2 separate regions of the Ctenopharyngodon idella genome follow, and region 2 is linked to region 1. The links are chromatin contacts, called in public Hi-C maps. All regions are on one chromosome and are shown on one strand. Each heading gives the region's core, a stretch centred on a gene start, on an enhancer-like site or on the middle of the called end of the contact. The rest is flanking DNA. Distances are from core to core; before and after follow the strand shown.

Evidence for each region. A called contact is a pair of places that touch in the nucleus more often than the background predicts.
Region 2: a contact with region 1 is called in a Hi-C map of muscle, with 2.1 times the contacts expected there. The contact joins the promoter of tes here to the promoter of fam185a in region 1. A contact is called at or near these places in 2 of 2 Hi-C or Micro-C datasets (both in muscle).

The regions. Positions count from the first base shown.
Region 1 is chr24:16,167,121-16,171,784 of HZGC01, forward strand. It overlaps fam185a (family with sequence similarity 185 member A), which reads right to left and starts at 1,773. Exons shown (of 8, transcript XM_051884912.1): 1 at 1,209-1,773; 2 at 871-999. The coding sequence starts at 933. It overlaps met (MET proto-oncogene, receptor tyrosine kinase), which reads right to left. Exons shown (of 21, transcript XM_051883412.1): 21 at 3,866-4,664.
Region 2 is chr24:16,299,090-16,303,826 of HZGC01, forward strand. It overlaps tes (testis derived transcript (3 LIM domains)), which reads right to left and starts at 3,057. Exons shown (of 7, transcript XM_051884390.1): 1 at 2,856-3,057. The coding sequence starts at 2,882.

The DNA of each region.
Region 1 (4,664 bases), core at 523-3,022:
AATCTGATCATCGTGACACAAGGGACCTGCTTCCTAAAATTTAAAAGGCAACTATATACAATATGAGTCAAAAGTTTGGAAAAATTTGGATTTTTAATGTTTTTGAAAGAAGTCTCTGATTGCCCACCAAGGCTGCATTTATTTGATAAAAAATTCAATAATATTGTGAAATATTATAGTTAAAAAACAACTGCTTTAATGAATATTAAAATGTAATTTATTTCTTTGATGGCAAAGCTGAATTTTCAGCATCATTACTCCAATCTTCAGCATCACATGATCCTTCAGAATTCATTATAATATGCTGATTTGATGCTCAGTTAATATAATTTATTATTGGTGCTCAAGTATTAGTAAAGGCTCCTATTATTATCAACATTGAACCGTTTTTGTTGCTTAATATGTTTGTGGAAACCATGATACATTTTTTTTCAGGATTTTTTGATGAATAGAAATTTCAAAAGAACAGCATTTATATGAAATAAAAAGTATTTCTAACAATATAAATGTCTTTACTGTCACTTTTGATCAATTTAATGCGTCTTTGCTGAATAAAAGTATTCATTTTTTAAAACACCCCTTTTAAATGGTAGTGTATAGTAAAACAGAAAACTGTTATTTTAAATAGTAATGTTTCGCTATATTTACTGCTTTTTTCGTTTCTAATACATCACTATAATAATGTACTGTTAGATGTATTATTTATATCAATTTTTATTTTATTTTAATGCTTTTTAATTTTTAATTAATTTATTTACCTATTAATTTATTTATAAACTTTTCCATGGCCCCCCTAGTACTCCCTTGTGGCCCCCGACCCTATTTTGAAAACCCCTTACATTAAATGATAAAAGCCTATGGATAAAATACCTTTACAGACTTCAGGACACAGTGTCCTCTCTCCGTGTGCACGTGGCAGAGGTCACTCTCCATATTCTTGATCTTCACATTGCCTTTGTCTTTAGTCTTGATGTGGAGATCTGGAGGGATGGACAGGGACTAGAAGGATTCACATGTATTTCAATAAATTTACTTTATTAAAAGTACACTTATTACATTACCTTTATTTACTGTAAATACAGTCTACATGGTAAAAATATTTTTTAAAAATTATATTAAAATAATCATTATAATTAAATATTAATATTAATAAAACAATGTGTCAATAATTTATTATTATCTTTACAAGCCTGAATTCAGATCCTTACCACATTTAATAGGTGCTGTCAGTTCAACAGTGACATTGCTGTCCACCTCATCGGACAAAATCTGAAGTTCATTGCTTTGATCATCATAATGAACATGAAATCTGTCCACATTAAGAGTTTGATTCGCATCTGTCACGTGCACAGTAATAAATGCCCGGTCAGCTTCAGGAAAAGCATGTGGATCCAGTGGTTTTATGGATATATTACAGCCTAAATGACATCTGACCTTCGTGTAAGGACTAACTAATAATTCCCATTGCTTTATAGGTTTATTCAAGTCTTTCGTAGTTGCAGGGGCATCTGAAAAACTTCGGAGAGCCTGAGAAACCAAAGCCCTGGTGAAGAGTGTTGAACATCTCTGCACTGAGTCCAGACACACAACGTGACGTAACCGCTGTGTAACTGCACAAGCAAACATAACTAAAGCTTTACTTTGAGTGCAAAGACTAAAGTACATAAGTGCTCATTAGAGCAAAATGCTACTTGCAGTAAAAAAGCGTCGTGTAGTAATGTTTATATACCGAGGATACGCGAGCAGCGCACAGCAATGACAGCAAACCGGAAGAGCGCGCGAGAGGACTTATGGGAAGTGAAGTCAAACGAAGGCCAGTCCGTTACAAGATTTGACTGATGTCTTTGTATGATCAAAAATTGTTAAAATTACGAGAAGAAAAAAAAGCAAGCGAGACGACGTGTGCCATGTTGCAAACTTTCCAGTGTAATTTTGAGATAATACTATTTTCTATTTACTAACTCTACCTAAAACGCAACCATTTGGCATTTTTATATTTTTGAATTATTTATTGTTTATTAAACCTGATACTTCTGAGGACTATTGTCTGGTCAGCAGATTGAAGCTGATTTAACGTTTTACTGTCGTTGTGTGGACATTGTTCCCCACAATATAGACAAAACCAGACCCAACCTGTTTTTCCATATGCCAGTATAACATTGAGAGGAACTGCTATAGATGGAATGTACTACTGTGTTGTAAGTAGCTCATAACTGTCATGTCTTGATGCTTTTAAAGTCCCCCTGAAATTGAAATTTAAGTTTTTTAGCTTTTAGTATGAATATGTTAGCCTTAAAGTTATGAATAATCGGGTGTGTTCCAAAACAATGACAAAATTCGCATTTAGGAGATATAAGCATTCAAAACTTAGTCTCTCACTTGAATGGATCACGGATTTTCATGACATCACATCGCACTTCAGTTTCTGTCAAATCTTCTTCGGTCCAATCAAATGCTCTCTAGAATCTGAAGTCCCGCCTCCTCCTACACTCTTACAGACACATTTCCTAGTTTCTACATGGTGAATGGCACGTAGTGCACTATATTGAGAATAGGGAATGATTCAGACAGTGTAAATATGCTTTCCTTTGACGTGAATGAATGAATGACGCGAATTAGTGTCACATGAACCGCCGCAGCGCGAGCACAGTCTGCTCCGGTCCAGAGACATGAGAACACAGAGCGGATCATATGCGCGAGTCGGCTCAGACAACAAAAGATATTGGACCCATTTGAATTCTGCACAGAATGCTGTAAGTTAAAGCGATTAGGACATTAGGAGGAGAAACGGATAAAGATTAGAAGGAAACTGAGGTTTTACAGAGTCTAATGGCTCTGGACGAGCATTTATGTTCGTTTAACATAAACGAAACGCTATTGGCTATTTAAAAAAAGGGGACAGGGCTATTCGATATATAAGACAGGGTGATATATGACATATATCGCCCTGTCTTCCTGTTTCAGTTGAAATTACGTCAACACATTGAATAATGCTGTGCATTCCAAGGCTCTTCAGTGGGCCTTTAAACTCCCAGTACAGGTCATTTTTGAGTTGAGCAGACACCACGTCATTTTGGGGCGGATTTTCCGTCTGGTTTTCTAATAGCTAGGAGCAATATTTTTCATGACACTACCTCACTGTTTGTGTAACTTGTCTTAATTCTTTCAATGAAGGCCCAAGGGGATTTATTTTTACTGAAAATGATTCATAACTCTGAAACAAAAGGGCCACAGTTGCCCAGCTTATTGTTATAGTTATTTACACGTAGGCTATAAATCGCCCAGTAGGTGGCACTCTAGTCATTTCACATAACGTGAAGTCAAAGAGGATTACAATAGGGCTTTTTGAAAACAGATAACAGTGCATAGTTTGTCATCCTCCTCTATATTAGCTTATGAATTAGTGTTGAGTTGTGAGGAGGGATTTAGTATTTGTCCTCGAAGTTAGGACAGCCAAGTTCAGAATTTAATAAAGCATGTTAAAGCCACAATGAGATAACACATTTTTGAATACATTCCATGCAAGTTAAGTAAGTAGTCATGCTGTAGCCTCGCACTATTCAACAATTTTAGTAAAAAGTGTTGTTAATATCTATGAGAGGATGTGTATTGCAGGTGGTACCTGTAAATCATATGTCATTCATTTAGCTGAAGTACTCTTTTCAGACAGGTAGTATTACCCTTATTTTCAAGAAGAGACCATAGAAGAGGAAATTAAAAAGCCTGTCTAGACGCCAGTGGCTGATGGTCGAGTCAAGAGCATTGGGGGTAATCAGAAGGTCATGGTCAAAGTTCACACATAGAGCCAATGAGATGGAGTGAGACAAGATACAGCACAAAAGAAGAGAGTAAATTCACTCACATATACATACACACACATAATAAAACTTTATTATCATGATTGGAACAACAGAAATATTGTCATTTGTACCATTTTTGAGTTTGAACTCCATATAGAAAATCACAAGACAGTCTGACAGGATCAAAGAAAGGTTTTTATAAATGGTGAAACCTAAACCATAATATAAAACAAATCAAGATTCAGTCTGTTTATTGATCATTTATAACAAGAACACTAGAACTTTTACTCACATAAGGATAAAATGAAATGATTGACCTCATTTGACTGGTATAACAAACTGTCTATAGTGTACTGTGTTCATAGGCTATATATACACATGTATCACACAGCAAGTCAGACAATAAGGGTAGAGAGACAAATTATTTACATCGTCCAGTAGTCCGTTATGGAAAGTCACATTCATAGTCATCTTCACTACATAGGAACATACAGGCCTGCACTGAATCTGCACTCGCCGTTCACAAAGTACCACACATCACCCGCCTCTCACATGAGCCGCTTTTCCACCGTCGGGCCGAACGGTTCTCATTGCGTAACCGTGCCGATCCGGGACAGCTGGTACGGTTGCGGTTTCATTTTCCACTGTGGGCAGGTTTTCACAACAAAATCCGCCCAATTGCCCAACGAAATCCGCGTTTTTGCCGGGGCTCCTCTGGTAAAATTCGCATTCCAGGGGCTAAATATCACGTTATTTGGGGTCAATTCAACCCGCGGACATGAAAAACAACCCGCGGCAACAGTGTAAAAGTAGCCCAATTCCGCGGGAAAACCGACCAATCCTGTGTGGAGACGTCAATTCTCG
Region 2 (4,737 bases), core at 1,807-4,306, 130 kb after region 1:
TAATTAATCCTCTGGCACTTTCCACAAATTTGGTATGAATTTTTATTTTTTTTAATCAAATGATCAGTGAACCTTCAGAAAATGTTAATTATCAACCTCAGGAGATCAAAAGAAATTAATGATTTCATTCAGCAAGGACACAAAAGTGACAGTAAAGAGATTTATGTTAAAAAGACTATTTCAAACAAACGTTGTTCTTTTGAATGTTCTATTCATCAGAGCATCCTGAAAGAAATGCATCATGGTTTCCACAAAAATATTAAGCAGGAAGGGTCATGTGACACTGAAGACTGGCGTAATGACAGCAGAAAAAGAGTTAAATTGTAATAATATTTAACAATACTACTGTATTTTCTACTGTAGTCTTTAACATATCTTCAAAACAAAGTATTTGTGTTTCCTATTATTAAAAAAAAGACACCGACATGTAGCATGTCCTGGAAAGTTCTCTCACACATCATGTATGCATTACTTCCTTAATTGTGCCAAATCCAACAGGTGAAACTGCATTTCTCTGTGGTCTGTTTTTCATAAGACAAGCATGCAAGATTAAAAAAAGAGGCTGATGTCATAAGATTTTTTTTTCTCCATTTTCTCCTCAGATAAAAGTGCCTCTTAAACTTCATAGAACCTACTATTTAGGACAAAAAAACAGACTTTACAAAAAAAAAAAAAGTTTTAGTATGAAGCAGGGCATAATTTACATAATTAAAGGAAAGAAAAGAATCTGACATCAGTCTACTTCACTAGATATTACAATATTTATATAATAAAGTTCATTCCTGTCTCGGCATTTCTCAACAGTAAACCTCCTGAGCTGGAAGACCGCCTTATAAGGTCAAGTATTTATCAAGATGGAGAACGCCTGCAGGGCTTTTTTTCTGCCAAAAATACAGGGAGATCCCTCCAGATCTGAGGAGTTACTGTTAATCTTTAAGACAGTGGTCCTTAAAACCTGTAACTACTATTAATTACTGTACCAACACTAGTGCAAATATTGATTATTTCTTGTAAAACAAGACAATTTTGCAGTATACACAAAGATTTAGCAGATGAAAAATATTGCATCTATTAAAGATGCTTTAAACATTTAAAAAAAATGTAAATGTTTATTAATTGTTTCCTTTATAGACCCTCAAACTCTTAGTACACTTAGTGTTGCAATTGTAACAATGTGGAAATGTCATATACAATGTAACATTTATGAGAAACTGGCCATTTTATTAAATGGATAGTTCACTTCAAAAATTACAATTGTACTTTTTAATGCAATTAAAGTATCATTAAAGTAGTCCTTAATACTTAATGTCTTCTTTAAAATAATTTGTTTTAATTGAAAACTAATGGAAAGATTGAGACTTCACCTTCAGTGAGATCTTAAAGGGTTAGTGCACCCAAGAATGAAAATTCTGTCACCCTCATGTCGTTCCGCACCCGTAAGACCTTCGTTCATCTTCGGGACACAAATTAAGATATTTTTTGATAAAATCCAATAGCTCAGTGAGGCCTCCATTTTGTCGAATCTTTTGTTTCGAATCAGTGGTTCTGAGCATGTGTCAAACTGCCAAAGTCACGTGAACCATTGAAATTTCAAAACACTTCCAAGCTTCATGAAGCAGTGTTTTGAAATCGCCCATCACTAGATATTGTTGAAGTCATTATTTTGTTTTTTGGCGCACAAAAGTATTCTCATCGCTTCATAACAGGTTGAACCACTGTAGTCACATGAACTGTTTTAAATATGTCTTTAGTACCTTTCTGGGCATTTGAATGTGTTAATTGTCTTGCTGTCAATGGAGGCCTCACTGAGCCATTGGATTTCATCAAAAATATCTTAATTTGTGTTCTGAAGATGAACGAAGGTCTTAAGGGTGTGGAACGACATGAGGGTGAGTAATTAATGACAGAATTTCCATTTTTGCGTGAACTAACCCTTTAACTGTGTTGACTGGATCATCGATTCAGCAAGTTGAACTCAAGAACTGAATCAGTCTGATTTGTGAACGAATCATTCAGATTGGTTTATCAATCGGATGAATCATGATCAAATGAATCATTTCTTCACTAATCTGTTTGTCAGTGAAAAATGACTTAAATTTCAGTCTGTTCGTCACACAAAGTGCACAAGTCATATTAACTACCTTTATGGTGAATTTGTGTTCGTTTTGAGGCTTGACATCTTCAGTTTTCATTCATTGTCTTTGAAGAACATTTTTCAAAATATCTTGTGTTTCACAGAAGAAAGAAAGAGAGTCATACAGGTTTGGAACAACATGAGGGTGAGAAAATAACTGTATTTAACAGTAAGGAACTTCATATGTTTTCATCATCATCTTGCAATAAACCCACTTCTTTCTTTACAGTACATGTATGTTACAACATACTTTACCACTTTACCACCACTAAAGTTCAAATGTACCATTGCAACTTGGCTTGTGGTTGAATTACTGCAATGTGCTATGAAAGAAACCCAGTTTCTGTAGAGACACCCATATAAGAAAAGCGAATGTATCTGTAGAATGATACATAATAATCATAACATCTTCCAGCTTGCTTACAATTATGGAAAAAGGAAAATCTATCGTCTCTATCAACTAAGCCATTACATCCAATTCATTTTTTTTCTATCAAATAAAGAGGGACCAGGACACTCCTTCTATGTTTTACTTCCTATTAATGTCCGCTTCCTATTTCTTAATAAATGTAACCAAGCTTTTTCATTTGCTCTCAAATGTGACAGTTGTAAAACCAAATGTTTCGCCATGTATAACAATGGCAGTGAATTTACCTTTAAGGGCGTTGCCGAATGTTTCTGCAACTAACACTTTGGACCATGACCATTTCAATAAGCGTACCTTTTTAACTTCTTTCTCGATCTCCATTCTTGTCGAGGTTGTTTAGATGTGATAACCAGCGTTGAATGTACTCCCACCAGCAACTTTCCCTGAAGGATCACTTTTGTTGAACGGGACAGTCTCCCACCTCTGTCCCCCCTTCACATTCACTCACGCTGAAAGACTTCCGCTCATTGCCAATGTGCGCTGTTCAACCAATAGAAGCTGAGATGTAGATGAGAACTACCAATCAGCGCCAAGTATGACATGTCACAAATCGAAACAATAGCTAAAAGATCGGAGAGCTGGAGGCTATGAGATATGACTAGTAATATAGCCTACTATATTTTACTGTTATACTGTGTGTAACGTGGATTATACTGCTTCATTTTTAAATTACATTTATTTTATACAGTTATTTATTTGAGATATTAATTAGAAATTATTATAAATAAAATGTAGGCCTAATTGTTTAAAATAAAATACTTTTGTCTTTTGTATAATATATCATATAGATAGATAGATAGATAAACTTATACAGAATGACTTTTGATATAATTCTTTTCATTTACATGTATTTTTAAAGTGTCATTCATCTAAAATACTACTATTTACAATTTTATTTTGACAATTTAGTTGATAATAATTGAATAACCAATGACAGACAAAGTAGAATTTCAGTAAAATATCATTTTTATCATCTTATCCCATGTTTCTAATTAGGTCTAAATACCAAAAGATAAATATTAAGTATTTAAATTAAACTTCAAATATTAAATAGGCTATTTTTAGGTTAAAGGATTAGTTCACTTTCAAATGAAAATTATCCCAAGCTTTACTCACCCTCAAGCCATCCTAGGTGTATGACTTTCTTCTTTCTGATGAAAACAATCAGAGAAATATTAATAAATATCCTGACGCATCCGAGCTTTATAATGGCAGTGAATAAGGTTGACGGGTATGAGCTGAAAAAGTGCATCCATCCACATCCATCCATCATAAACATACTCCACACGGCTCCGGGTGGTTAATAAAGGCCTTCTGAAGAGAAGCGATGAATTTTTGTAAAAAAAAAAAAAAAAAAAATGCAAATTTAACAAGTTATGAAGTAAAATATCTAGCTTCCACCAGACTGTCTTCCATATTCAACTTACGAAGAAAGCGTAAAACTCTTGCAGTTCAAAAAGCTTACGCTACGTCCTACGCCTTCCCTATTCAACTTACGGAAAAAGTGTAACTGACACGACGCCAGTTTACACTTTCTTCGTAAGTTGAATATGGAAGGCGGTCTGGTGGAAGCTAGATATTTTAACTTGTTAAATATGGATACAGTATATTTTTTTACACAAACGCATCGCTTCGCTTCAGAAGGCATTTATTAACCCGTGTGGAGCCTTGTGGAGTATGTTTATGATGGATGGATGAGGATGGATGCACTTTCTTCAGCTCATACTCGTTGGTCCTGTTCACTGCCATAATAAAGCTCGGATGCGTCAGGATATTTATTAAAAAATAAAAATGTGTTCATTAGAAAGAACAAAGTCATATACACCTAGGATGGCTTGAGGGTGAGTAAAGATTGGGGTAATTTTCATTTGAAAGTGAAGTAATCTTTTATTACAGTCTATGGAACTAATCCTTTAATCTTGAATTTTTATTCAAATTGTTATGTTGATATAATTTGTAAGGGAAAAACTTTAAAGCATTAAAGCATTTTCACTCAGAAATATGTGGACTCCACTGTGTGTGTTTATATATTAATTTGTTTGAAATTAATAGCAATAAAAATGGAATAAAGTGCTTTATTTGTTCAATATAACAAACACACATTGTAACGTGTCAGAACGAGCTGTAAGTGCAAATTATGGGGCAGAGAGCAGGAAACAGAAACTGATGCGCTGGC